Linked DNA regions of Mus musculus: region 1 is linked to region 2. Evidence: chromatin contacts called from public HiChIP or PLAC-seq data. All regions are on one chromosome and are shown on one strand. Each heading gives the region's core, a stretch centred on a gene start, on an enhancer-like site or on the middle of the called end of the contact. The rest is flanking DNA. Distances are from core to core; before and after follow the strand shown.

The links. HiChIP or PLAC-seq counts read pairs in DNA pulled down with a chosen protein or histone mark.
Region 1: an H3K4me3 HiChIP or PLAC-seq map of craniofacial prominence shows a contact between it and region 2, with 5 times the contacts expected there. The contact joins the promoter of R3hdml here to the promoter of L3mbtl1 in region 2. A contact is called at or near these places in 1 of 39 promoter capture datasets (stem cell-derived epiblast-like cells), 1 of 115 datasets of contacts at active chromatin or transcription factors (craniofacial prominence) and 2 of 9 other capture datasets (embryonic stem cells and pancreatic islet).

Annotation. Positions count from the first base shown.
Region 1 is chr2:163,488,929-163,494,956 of GRCm38.p6, forward strand. It overlaps R3hdml (R3H domain containing-like), which reads left to right and starts at 3,390. Exons shown (of 5, transcript NM_001099331.2): 1 at 3,390-3,824. The coding sequence starts at 3,564. It overlaps Hnf4aos (hepatic nuclear factor 4 alpha, opposite strand), which reads right to left. Exons shown (of 4, transcript NR_027970.1): 4 at 4,876-5,230.
Region 2 is chr2:162,939,937-162,945,731 of GRCm38.p6, forward strand. L3mbtl1 (L3MBTL1 histone methyl-lysine binding protein) reads left to right here and starts at 3,529. Exons shown (of 23, transcript NM_001081338.2): 1 at 3,529-3,604; 2 at 4,492-4,657.

The sequences.
Region 1 (6,028 bases), core at 2,140-4,639, 550 kb after region 2:
TTCTAGGCCCAGATAAGATTGTACTGAGGCTAGAAGCTTCCAGGACTAGGCCTGGGTTAGCAGGAGGCAGTCAGCCTCACAGATGACAATTATTACAGGAGAATAAATATACTGTTACATTCTGTAGCCCTAGCTGACTGAGAACTCACTCTGTAGCCCAGGACTGCCTTGAATTCAAAGCCTGCTTCTAGCTCCTGGGTGCTGGAATTAAAGCTGTGTGCTACCGTGCCTGGGCTCCACCTCATTCTTTTTATTATTTTTAATTCTCTGTGTGTGTGTGTGTGTGTGCGTGTGTGTGTGTTATGTGTGCATGTATGTTTATGTGCGTGCAAAGCTCAGAGAAGCCAAGAGATCTCCCTGGAGCCACTCACCGTGCATGCTAAGAACCAAACTCGTCCTTTGGAAGAACGGCGAGCACGCTTAACCACTGAGCCCTCTCTCCAGCCCTGTGGTTCCACTTTCTAGATGAAGAAACTGAGACACAGAATGACTGAGTAGCTTGCTGGTGGTCACGGTCACACAGCTAGGAATCATTGGGGCTGGGCCAGTAACCTAGGCTGTCTGGATTCAGCCTTACCTGTGACCCACCAAACTATATAGCCTCAGAGACCAGTCTCTGGAAGAACTTCCCTTCATTTGCTCCAGCCCAGAGAAGGCAAGAAGCTGAACCCAGCAGGAATAGAAGTCATTGAGAGAAAATAACCAAAAGTTCCTAATCCAGACCACCCCTAATGATTTCCTGCCCTACCCTGGCTATTTTTCCTGCTGAAAATCTGCCTCGAGGAAATAGATCAGCCTTATCTAGAGCAAAGAAGGCCTTAGTGCACTCATTTGTAGGATAGATGCATCTCTGCCTCACTCATGCCCGGTGTACTGGAACCATTGATGCTAAGCTCAAAAGCGAGGCTTGGGCACTTCCCATGGGAGTGGTCAAGGTTGGGCAACCAGCAGGGTTTGGATATAACTGGACAGTCCTCTATCCCCAAGAGCTAGGGCTTTTTGTGTCTGCTTTCTTGCCCTGTGGTGGGAAGGCCCTGCTCAGGTCAGGGATCACAGCCTCCCACAGTCTCCTTTAGTTTCCAGTGGGTCATTTAAGCGAGCTGGGGGATGCTGTGGCTGGGGACAGCTGCAGCAGGAGAGTGTGTGCTTTGGCAGCCGTGTTGTCTGGGCTGTGGAGGAGCAGTTTGAGTGACAGCCTGGAGCTAGGATTTCGAGTGTCTGGAGGAAGACCCAGTTTGAGTGGGCCAGCCCAAGTAGTTCCTGTACCACCAGCTGGGCAGGGACCTGCCACTTCCCAACTTGCTTCAGCCTGGGGGGGGGGGTCCTTAAAAACAAAAACAAAACAAAACAAACAAGCAACCCAAAAAAAACAAAATACACTTCTTTTTAGATTTTTATTATTTTATGTTTGTGAGTGATTTGCCTGCATGTCTGTCTGTCTGTACATCACTTGTGTGCCTGGTACCCTAAGAAGTGGTAAGCCTCCATGTGGGTGCTGGGAATCGAACCCAGGTCCTTTACAATAGCAAGCGCTCTTAACCACTAAGCCAACTCTCCAGCCCAGCCTGGGGGTTATTCATCCATTACCCTTTTACACACATCCCCTGTAAGTGTGACTCTCCTCGTATGCAAGGAATGATGGTTATTTATGCAGAATATGAGCAACCAAAGATGAGGAAAACAAATGCCAAATCTACAGCTTCAGCAACTCAGAGACCAGTGGAGATGAAATCACATCCACACACGTATGTACGGTCACACGTATGCTCATGCAGGCACCTGGATGTACATGCGAGGACACAGAAGCCCGCACGCCTACGGAGGTGCGACTGGACTAGCACACACACGACACACAGGTGCAGACAGTTAAATAAGAGCATGTATGAACATGCATGCACACACCCACAGGAAGCACACTGTGTGCCAGCTGCCGTTGTAGCTCCACAAACAGTGACTCATTGGCTCTCACAACAGTTTGACGAGGCAGGTGATGAGACAGGTGTCTCTATTCGCTCTTCTGTACCAGTGAGGATAAAACAGTTCCGCAAATCAACCGCTCATGGGCGCTTAGCAGTGAGTGGAATGACAGGGTCTGAAGCGCTTTGTTGTTGCGCACACACACACACACACACACACACACACACACACACACCATGCTGTCTGAGTGGGGTTCACCTCAGACATCTGTATTTTGTTTGACTACAGAACAGAACATCATTTGTTCATGCTAACAGGGCTCCGGGGAACAGACTTGGATTTGAACCTAGGCTCTACTTGAAGGCGCCTTTTTCCTTCACCTCTGGGAGCTTCAGAGTCTTCCTTTACAGAATGGTACAGAGAGGGGTTGTGGCGCCTCTGAATGTTGGCTGAGCTTGTGTGTGTAAAGCTCTCATCCCAGGGTGTGGCACATATTAGATGCTCATACCTGGACCGCCGTCATATCTGCCCACCCGGAGGCTACGGGCTTCCTTGGGAGAAGTCAGAACTCTCTCCTGCTGCCTTGTTCTACAAGGGTCTGGGATCTCCATGGATGCATGGGATTCTCCCTCCAGGATCCCTACCTCATCACTCTATCTCCAGCCAGCTGGCAGCTCAGCCACAGCCCCTGCACATTCCAGATGGCAAAGGGAGCAGGAGGAGAGAGCTGGAGAGGAAAGCCCACAGGAGAGGCAGGCGGGGCCTCACTCCCTGAATATGCTGGCTAGAGAAGGAGGGGGCTGCTGGCTGGGACATCAGAGGCCATCACTCCCCGGGGACCTTAAAGTCGCTGCACTACCAGAGTATTTGTAGAGGTCCCCTGACTTCTCCACCACCTCCTGCCACCTCCTGGGGCCACCTGTTCTGGGTATGTGCCCCCCAGAGAACCTGATGCCTGGTTTCCCCTAGCCTTTCCTGGCCTCTCCTCTCCCCTCCCCTCCCCTCCCCTCCCCTCCTCTCCTCTCCTCAATTCTATTTCCCTTTGCCTCCATTTCTGCCACAGTTTCTTTTCATGACAACTCTCTGCTCTTCCTTCTTCCTGTTTCTTTCGAATCCCCCTTTTTCTGTCTCCTTTTGTTTGCCTCTCCTTGTCTTTTTCTCTGACCTCCGATGTCCTCTCTGCCTCTGTCATCTTCTGCCATCTGACCTTCCCATGTCACCCCGTCCATCCTGAGGCCACTTCACTCAGAAAAGGGCCTGTCCTGCTTCTGTGGGCATCTACTGAGCCCAACATTATGGGATTGGTAAAGAAGGCATTTGGCCAGAGGGGATGGCCGTCTGTCTCCTGGACAGATGCGACAGAGCCCTGGCTTTGAGGTGGTGGCAACTTCCCACTCCCAAGCCCAGTCTGAATTAGCCACTGTCTGGGCACTTCTCATCACCTAACCCACTGAGTCCAGGGAGCAAGGAGGAAGGATTGAGTATCGGGACGAGAGCTGGGTCAGAGGATCTCTGCCAAGTTCCCAAGGAGCATTCTCCAGACTGGCAGTGCTCAAGGAGAGTTCTCAGGGTTTGGCCTTCTCATACCCACCTCTTCTAGGCAGCAGCTCTAACTGCACCAGACAGGTACACCATCCCAGACAGCTATGCCTCTTCTGTCCAGCATCGTGGGCCTCACAGGCCTTCTCCTTTGGATGGGTCACACAGTGGGGGCCTTACGGATGCCCAACACCACACTGGTCCAGGGCCGACCCAAGAACACAGCTGTGTGGCCCCTGTCTGGCCTGGGGGTGCCCCGGCACCGCCGGAAGCGCCACATCTCTGCTCGGGACATGAGCGCTTTACTGGATTATCACAACCACATCCGGGCCAGCGTACACCCACCTGCTGCCAACATGGAGTATATGGTGAGTCCCAAACTTTCCCTGTGCACCATCCAGCCAAGACCAGATTGTTCACTGTGGTCTGGGGTGGCTGGCCTTGAAGAGCTAGACCATCTGCCTGTCTGTCTGGCCTAAGCAAATGGTGAAAATGGGTGGTCCCTTTTACAGATTCAGAAAGAAAGGTCCTTGCATAAATCCTCAGTGAATGAGGCTGGGGTAGGGGGTGGGGAGAGAGGAATACTATCTGTAGAGGGCCTTGGGGCCCTTCACAGAACCCTCTTCCTTCAATACTGCATTTTATCTGTTTTCCAAATGAAGGAATTGAGAGTCAGAGGAGAGGTTTGCCTAAGGTCGCCCAGCCTGGATTGCAAGCCAGGTCTGCCTGCTGCTAAGGCAGGAGTTTCCAATAACACGATATGCGGTCTGAGAATTTTGTTCCACGCTGGGCATTTGCAGGGGGTAGAGACAGGAGCTTTCCAGGCTATTGTCTCTCAGCAGAGGGGGTTGCTTGACACACCCAGACCATTCATTCTGTGGAAGACAGGCAGGCACCAGGGTATCTTGGGCTGAGGAACGCCAGGAGCTGAATCTCAGGGCAGTCTGGGATGTCTTTTTTCAAAGAGTCAGCATTAGTGTCTCTCAGCTCAGTCTCCCAGCAGCCAAAACCCTCAGCATGGAGGAGGAATACCCTCCTATCTCAGCTCCTCCCCGGGACTATTGTCCCCAAAGCCTGGAGAGATAGACTGACAGCACACAGAGACTTCTTTAGGAAAAGAGAGAGCTGATAGACTCCCACCTGCCTAACAACTGGAAATGGGGCCCCTCTCAGTGTTCTCTTATGTACTGCCTCCTACTTGGAGCCCGATGCAGCACTAAGCCTTCTGGGTACTTCGGAGAACAAGGTTTTTTCCCTGAAGAACCCTAGAGTTTGGGGGAAGTGGGGGGGGGGGGTAAGAGAAACTAAAGTCTACAAGATACAGAGCCCTAATATCAAGTATCAGGAGGTAATTGTGAAGGGGCCAGACAGGAGCCAGATAGCAGGGAGCTGGGGGTTGGGGCGGGAGGCGTCATCTACTTGTTTGCTGACTTACTCATTCGTTTATTAACGTTGAAACTGCCACACAGAAGGCCCCCCAGTTCCCAAACAAATGACATATTTAATTGAGCACGGGCAATATCGATGGCACTAGCCCCAACAGGTGTTTACTTATTGCCTGTTGTATAGAACACTGGGATGGTGTCTCTCCAGGGATGCTGGGGAGGGTTACCAATGCAGCAGGCAGCAGCAGGCAGCAGCAGGCAGCAGCAGGCAGCAGCAGACAGCAACAATGGGGGCATCTTTAGCTTCCTTCAGTGCCTTCATTTCTTGTCTGCGTGGTGGCCTGTGCCCATGCGCCAGGTTGAGGCTAAGCAGCTCTCCCTCCTGAGACCTTCCAAGCGCCAAGAAGGTCTGGTCACTTTCCACATTCCCACATGCCCTGGGCTTGTGGTGCGTCATGTTTGTTTGACAGCTCATTTCCTTGCTAGACTGAGTCCTCGGTGCCAAAGAATATTGTTCAATATTTGCTGAGTGAACAATACTAACAGAGAGAATTCCAGGGAGTCAGAGTTAGGAGGAAACTGGGTTTGGGGGTTTTGTTAATATTTTATCTATTTATTTTTATGTGTGTGAAGGTTTTGCTTACATGTATGACTGTGCACCATGTGAGTGAGTGCCTGGTGTTCAGGGAGGCAGGAAGAAGGCATCGGGTGCCCCCAGGAACCGGAGTTACAGATGGTTTTGAACCTCCAGGTGGGAGCTAGGAACTGAACCTGGCTCCTCTGGAGGAACAGCCAGTCCTCTTAACCACGGAACCATCTCTCTCCAGCCCTTGTTTTGTTTTGAGACAAGATCTCGTCAGCAGTGGGAGGTGTTGTCAGCTGTGTTAGATTCCTTAAGTCTCAGCAGGTGGGAGACTTTAACCAGGCCCCGGGGGGGAGGGGCTCTCCTCTCTCCCCAACTCTCCATAACTTTCCTGTCTTGCTATCCCGCTTCAACCTCATGTAGCCCAGGCTTTCCTTAAACAAAAAGGTATATCAGCTTCTCTAGAACTGGAGAGTGAGTTGTTATATGGGTGCTGGGAGCCAAACCCAGGTCCTCTGAAAGAACTCTACCTGTTCTTTCCCCTTTAAGCCATCTTTCCAGCCCTAGGAGTTAGTATTTTTTTTAAGAGATATTTTTTTCCCAG
Region 2 (5,795 bases), core at 2,279-4,778:
GCAAACAAGATGGACATGGGAAAGAAAAGGAAAGTCTTATTAGTCCAGCTTTCCCCCTCAATGGGGGCCTGGTTTTTTGCCAGGTGTCATTGCAAAGGCAAATGAGCACTTGAGTGTTTATGACCAAAAAGGAAGTAACAAGCAAGAGGGACTTGTAGCAGTGGGCCTTGAGGTTGCAGGGCTGGATTCCATTGTCACCCTGTCCTGTATCTGAATGCTTGATTCAGCTGGATTACCTGTCCACAGAGCATCTGGAACCTTGTACATTTTTAAAGGACCTGATCATACTGAGTCATGGCTGCCCCATAGTTTTTCCCCTCTATATAAGTTATTCTGCACTACTAAGACATCTCAAATCTCAGGCTTCCATGGCCTGTGGATGGGTTCAAAAACTGCTGCAGAGCCAGGGGCAGTGGTGGCCTACTCCTTTAATCCCAGCACTTGGGAGGCAGAGGCAGGCGGATTTCTGAGTTCGAGGCCAGCCTGCTCTACGGAGTGAGTTCCAGGACAGCCAGGGCTACACAGAGAAACAATATCTGGGAAAAAAAAACAAAAAACAAAACATAACCTGTAGCGTCGGCAGGCTTATGAGCCAAAATCATGAGCTCCCCTTCCTATGGTGACTAGCTTGGGAAAGCTCTCCGGCCATTGCTTTGGATTGAGCTCAACCAATAGACCCAAAAATAAAATAACAAAACAACCTAGACCAAAATGGGAGTCCAAGAGATGGCTCAACAGGTAAAGTCACCTTGCCACCATGCCTGACACAACCTGAGTTCAATCCTTGAGACCCACATCATCCAAAGAGAACTGCAAGCTGTCTTTGGACACACGAGCATGTGTGTGTGCTTACAAAACTTAGAATGTGTAAACACAATAAACCAAACTAAGGAGTTATGCCTGGTACAATTCTGTTACCAAGCCAAATTTCCAAACAGGCCAGTCTCAGCAAGATGGCTAAGTAGTTGAGAGCATGTGCTTCCCTTCTAGAGAACCCAGGTTCAAGTCCAGCACCCACATGGTGGTTCAACAACTTGGGTTCCAATTCCAGGGGATCCAGTCACACACAAGACCACATACATAACTTGCAGGTAGAACACTCATGCATACAAAGTAGTCTGAAGGTAACAATACCAGAACTGGGCTCAATCATTCCTGCCTCAGGCTCCTGAGTCACCAAGACTACATGAATATGCCTTTGTGCCCTGATATTCTCAAATTGTACATCTCTGTAGATACTATTTTCTCTACTGAACAGGTCTGATAGTTAAATGGGCACTGGTGTAGTACATTTGATTCTACAAGTGAATGACTTGGCCCAGGACTAGTTTTCTATTACCTTTCTGGCTTCCGTATGACTGCCAAGAGGGTAGGCCCAGGGAGATGGTGGAGCAGGTAAAAGCTTTTGCTGCACAAGCTTGGCATCAGTTGGATCCCTGGTGGAAGAAAAGAACTGACTTCCCGGAGTCTTACTCTGCTCTCCAGTCATGAGCCATGGGCATGTGCCTGCCTGCATGCACACACCATATATACAGAATACTTTGTAAAGGGTGGGGCAGGCCTAGAGTTCCAATGCAGATGGCTATGAGCTTAGGGATTTGATCTCCATGGATGACTGACTTGTCTCCACTAAGCGCTGAGCATCCAAGTAACAAATGATTTCTGAGCCCCACCCCAAGTGGCCTGTGTTTTCCTAGTCCTCCACATAGTCTTGTAAGGTTATCACAGGCTGATTTCATGGTCCCCAAACACCACATTTGCTGTTCAGCCAGAGCAACAAGAGCCCTAAACCACTGAGCGACCTCTCTAAGCCCTCTGGTAGTATCTTTATGCAGCCCTTGGGTTTCTGTTAAGATTACCAGTTTGCACAGTCTGATGTGTCTATAGAAGCAGAAACATTTTCAGGCACGAAGGGCAAACCCCTGGTCTTCTGAAATCCTTGAACTACTGAATCAGTGACTTCAGTTCTGATAGAAACAGGAAGTATGGGCTGCTTCCAAACAATTCCCTCCACACCTCTGTATGGCAACACCATCTGGGCCCACTCTTGGGAAGAAGGTGGACTATAAAGGAAACATTTGGACTTCCTCCTAAAAGCAGGCGGGAGCCCGCAGGGTACAGTGAGCATAGGGGCAGAGCTGCCCACATCACTTCAGCCTGGAAGGGTCTCTCCATCCCTGAGGGTGCTGGAATGAGCAAGTCAGGTATTAAGACCAGTGACTGTAAAAGAGCAAAAAGTAGCAACTGATGTCTGTGAGCTGTCTGGGTCCTCCCTGCTCAAATTCACTGCATCTGTTTGAATCACTAAAAAAGATTTGTAATTGAGAAACCATGTGTTCAAATAGGTTTACCACTTTAATACTTAACCATTTTGGAATCTTTAAATAAGTAGAGTCTGGATAGAAATAAGAAAACAGTGATGTGTGTATAAAGAGTCTTCTATGGATATGGTTATCTCCATCCTTTTCTGACTAATCTTGTTCCTAAAAATACAAAATGATTAAAACCATGGAGGCAAAGCAGAACACATGTAACGAATAGTTAAGATCTACATAAATTTAAACTTGATCACAGCAATTGGAAGAATATACCATTTAAATGAGTATTTTTCATCCGGGCTAAGTCTAAAGATTTGGCTGATGGCTACTACCTAAGCCAAATAGACCTGTTTTCTGCAAAATAAGGGAGTAGAATTAAAAATCAGTGTGTAAGCGGGAACTGGGGCGCTAAGAGTTAACCTCTTTCACATGGATCAGTCAATCAGAAGACATTTATTAGTACCCACTTTGCTCGGAACCGGGGATACTAAAAAGTGGTGGGCTTCCTTCCTAGAGTGCAGGGTCTCTTAAACTCCTGAGTTACTCAGGTCTCTGATGATACAGACGCAGTAGCAGTGCCAGAGTTAGAACCAATAAAAGTAGCGGTCTGGTAGCGACAGATCAATTAAGGAAATGGAAGGCACAAGAGGAGCCTTTTGCTTTGAGCACATTTGCTCAAATCGACACAAAAGGAACCATTCTCGAACTCTAGAATATGGCATAATAGTCTTCCAATGTTCAATGGAAGCGCAGAAGGTACAGTGATGTTTCCAGGGCACATCGTCAACTAATAGGTCATCCAAAGGCTGGTGCGGCTGGGGTGCTTGATGCCAAGCCAAGCCCATGGCTTCCTTGCTCTGGCTGTGCGTGCTCTTCACCCATCCTAGGAGTTCCCTGAAACTCCTGAAGTCCCCTTCTCCAAATGGGGAACCCGACTTAGGCAGGGTTGCAGCCTTGCCGGGTACAGACCAGCTGGAGGAGATCCATCAGGCTTCCTGCTTCTCCCGGCTCCGTGGTTCCCAGGATACTATAAAAATCTCCACCCACTTCTCCAGCGCAGCAAGCGGGTTTTACGGGAAGAGGCAATTAAGCCTGCACCCCCAGGCTCCGACGGAAAGCAAAAGCTGCAACCTGAGGCCATAGCCATGCAGACCCCCCACCCCAGCAAAGGAGCTCGGCGCCCGCTCTGCAGGGAACAGGCCCGCCCCCCTGTGTGCGCAGGCGCGCGCCGCACCAGGCTCCCACGGTCGGTCGCTCGGTGCGGGCGGCAACCGCTAGCCATGCAGGTAAGAACGGGGCAGTGGTCTCTGGCTGGGCGCTCCCAGGTCGCCACACCCCAATCCCGGTCCTCACGGCGAATCCTGGGGTCCCGCAGGCACCGCCCCAGGTCCTTTTCCAGCTCCTGCGGCACCGGCTGTGGGCTGGGGAGGTGGCTCTGCAGACTCTGGGCTGTGGCGCTGCAGGTGGGGGCTTGCTGGCTGCTGGCGAGCGAGCCCACTGACACTCTCTGCATCCAGAGCGGTAGGGAGGGCAGAGCCTCGGCCTTGCAGAGAGATGCTATCAAGAGTTTCCATTAATAAGAGGGTGTGGAGGGCGAGTGTGGGCTATCCATAGGCCATTTGGCAAACTTTCCACTGTAATTGATCTTCAATATTTTTAGCAGAAAACAGGATTTTAAAATTTTTGGAAATAAAGGGGGGGTGGGGGGTGATGTAAAGAATTCCGCCATTTTAGCGGTTAGAAAGTAACTCTTCTGCAGAGCGGACAGATCAGTGACCGCCCCTCCCGCGACTGTCTGCATTAGTCCCAAGGAGGTGGGTGGTGGTTTTGGAGACTCCAGCCGCTCAGGACTGCTTCTACCGGCTAGCTGCGGCAGAGAGCGAGCTGGGGGAATTCCCCACCCCACCCCCAAGTGTGCTGTGTGCATCCACCACTAGCTGCCCTGTTTCTCCAGCACCTACCACCGGGGCTTTTATTGGATGTCTGCTGTTTGTATTATGGTCTCAAAAAACTCTGGTGTGGTGTGTGTGTGTGTGTGTGTGTGTGTGTGTGTGTGTGTGTGTGTGTGTGTGCCTGTCTATCCATCAAAAACTCGACAGCAAGTGACAACAGCAGGGACACATTCAGAAATAGTTTATTGAGCATCTACTGTGTGCAACCACTCTTGTTTTAGGTAGGACTCCCTGGAATCATAGACTAGGTTTATGAGAGTAGCCTTGTGAAACCAACAAGATTGGGCAGAGATGTTGAAATGCTGGCGTAGTCCCAGCAGAGGCCTCAGCCTGAGGAGCAGGAAGCCCTGAACCTGAGATGGCCCGGAAGAGAGCCCTCAAATGAAGGTAAAGGCATGGGGTCTTTCTAGCCCTCTATGAACTAATCATGTATGGCTGACCGAGGGAGAGAGCACTTGAGAGACACTTCCCGGGCCAGTTGTAGAGAGCCTGAGGCTGATGGCTGACAGTTATCATTATGTTCCAGAAGGGTCTCACTCAATGCTTTTCTCTCATTGACACGGGTCCCCTTTGCCCTCCCAACATGTTTGGGTTCTCCAAGGCTCCACTCTTTTCCCTGTAGTCATTTCTCTGTTTCAAATACCATCGTCACACAACATCTTTCAAATCCGTCCCAGCTCCAACCTCATCCTTTATCTTTAAAGTATAAGCCTCATGAGAGCCCCTTGTCTTGGTGGCACCTATAGCCCCCAGAGTGCAGTGCAGTGTTGAGACCTGGACTTGCTGAGACCAGGCATCTAGCTGGATTAGAAAGGCCATCTTCAGCTTCTTCTGAGACACCTGCTACGTGGGGCTGGTTTTTGAAACAAAGTTTTTTGAATAAGCCACTCTTCTTGATCTCTCCAGTATTTGAAACAAGAGATTTGTCTGTTTGTTTATTTATTTGTTTATTTATTTATTTATTTATTTATTTATTTAATGTAAGTACACTGTAGCTGTCTTCAGACACACCAGAAGAGGACATCAGATCCCATTACAGATGGTTGTGAGCCACCATGTGGTTGCTGGGATTTTAACTCAGGACCTCCAGAAGAGCAGTCAGTGCTCTTAACTGCTGAGCCATCTCTCCAGCCCCAAGTAAGCCGGGCGTGGTGGCACACACCTTTAATCCCAGCACTCAGGAGGCAGAGGCAGGGGGATTTCTGAGTTCGAGGCCAGCCTGGTCTACAAAGTGAGTTCCAGGACAGCCAGAGCTATGCAGAGAAACCCTGTCTCGAAAAACTACAAAAATAAATAAATAAATAAATAAATAAATAAATAAATAAATATGATGCAAAGGTGGGGGTGGGGAGATGGCGCAGGGTTAAGAGCACTCGTTGCTCTTGCCTACCACCCAGGTTCAGTTCCCAGCACTCACATGGTGTCTGACAATCATCTGGAACTTCAGTTGGGGGGGGCAGGGCTGCTTGGGGGGGGGGTGCCGCTTGGGGGGGGGGGAATCAGAAGCCCTCTGGTGGCATCAACA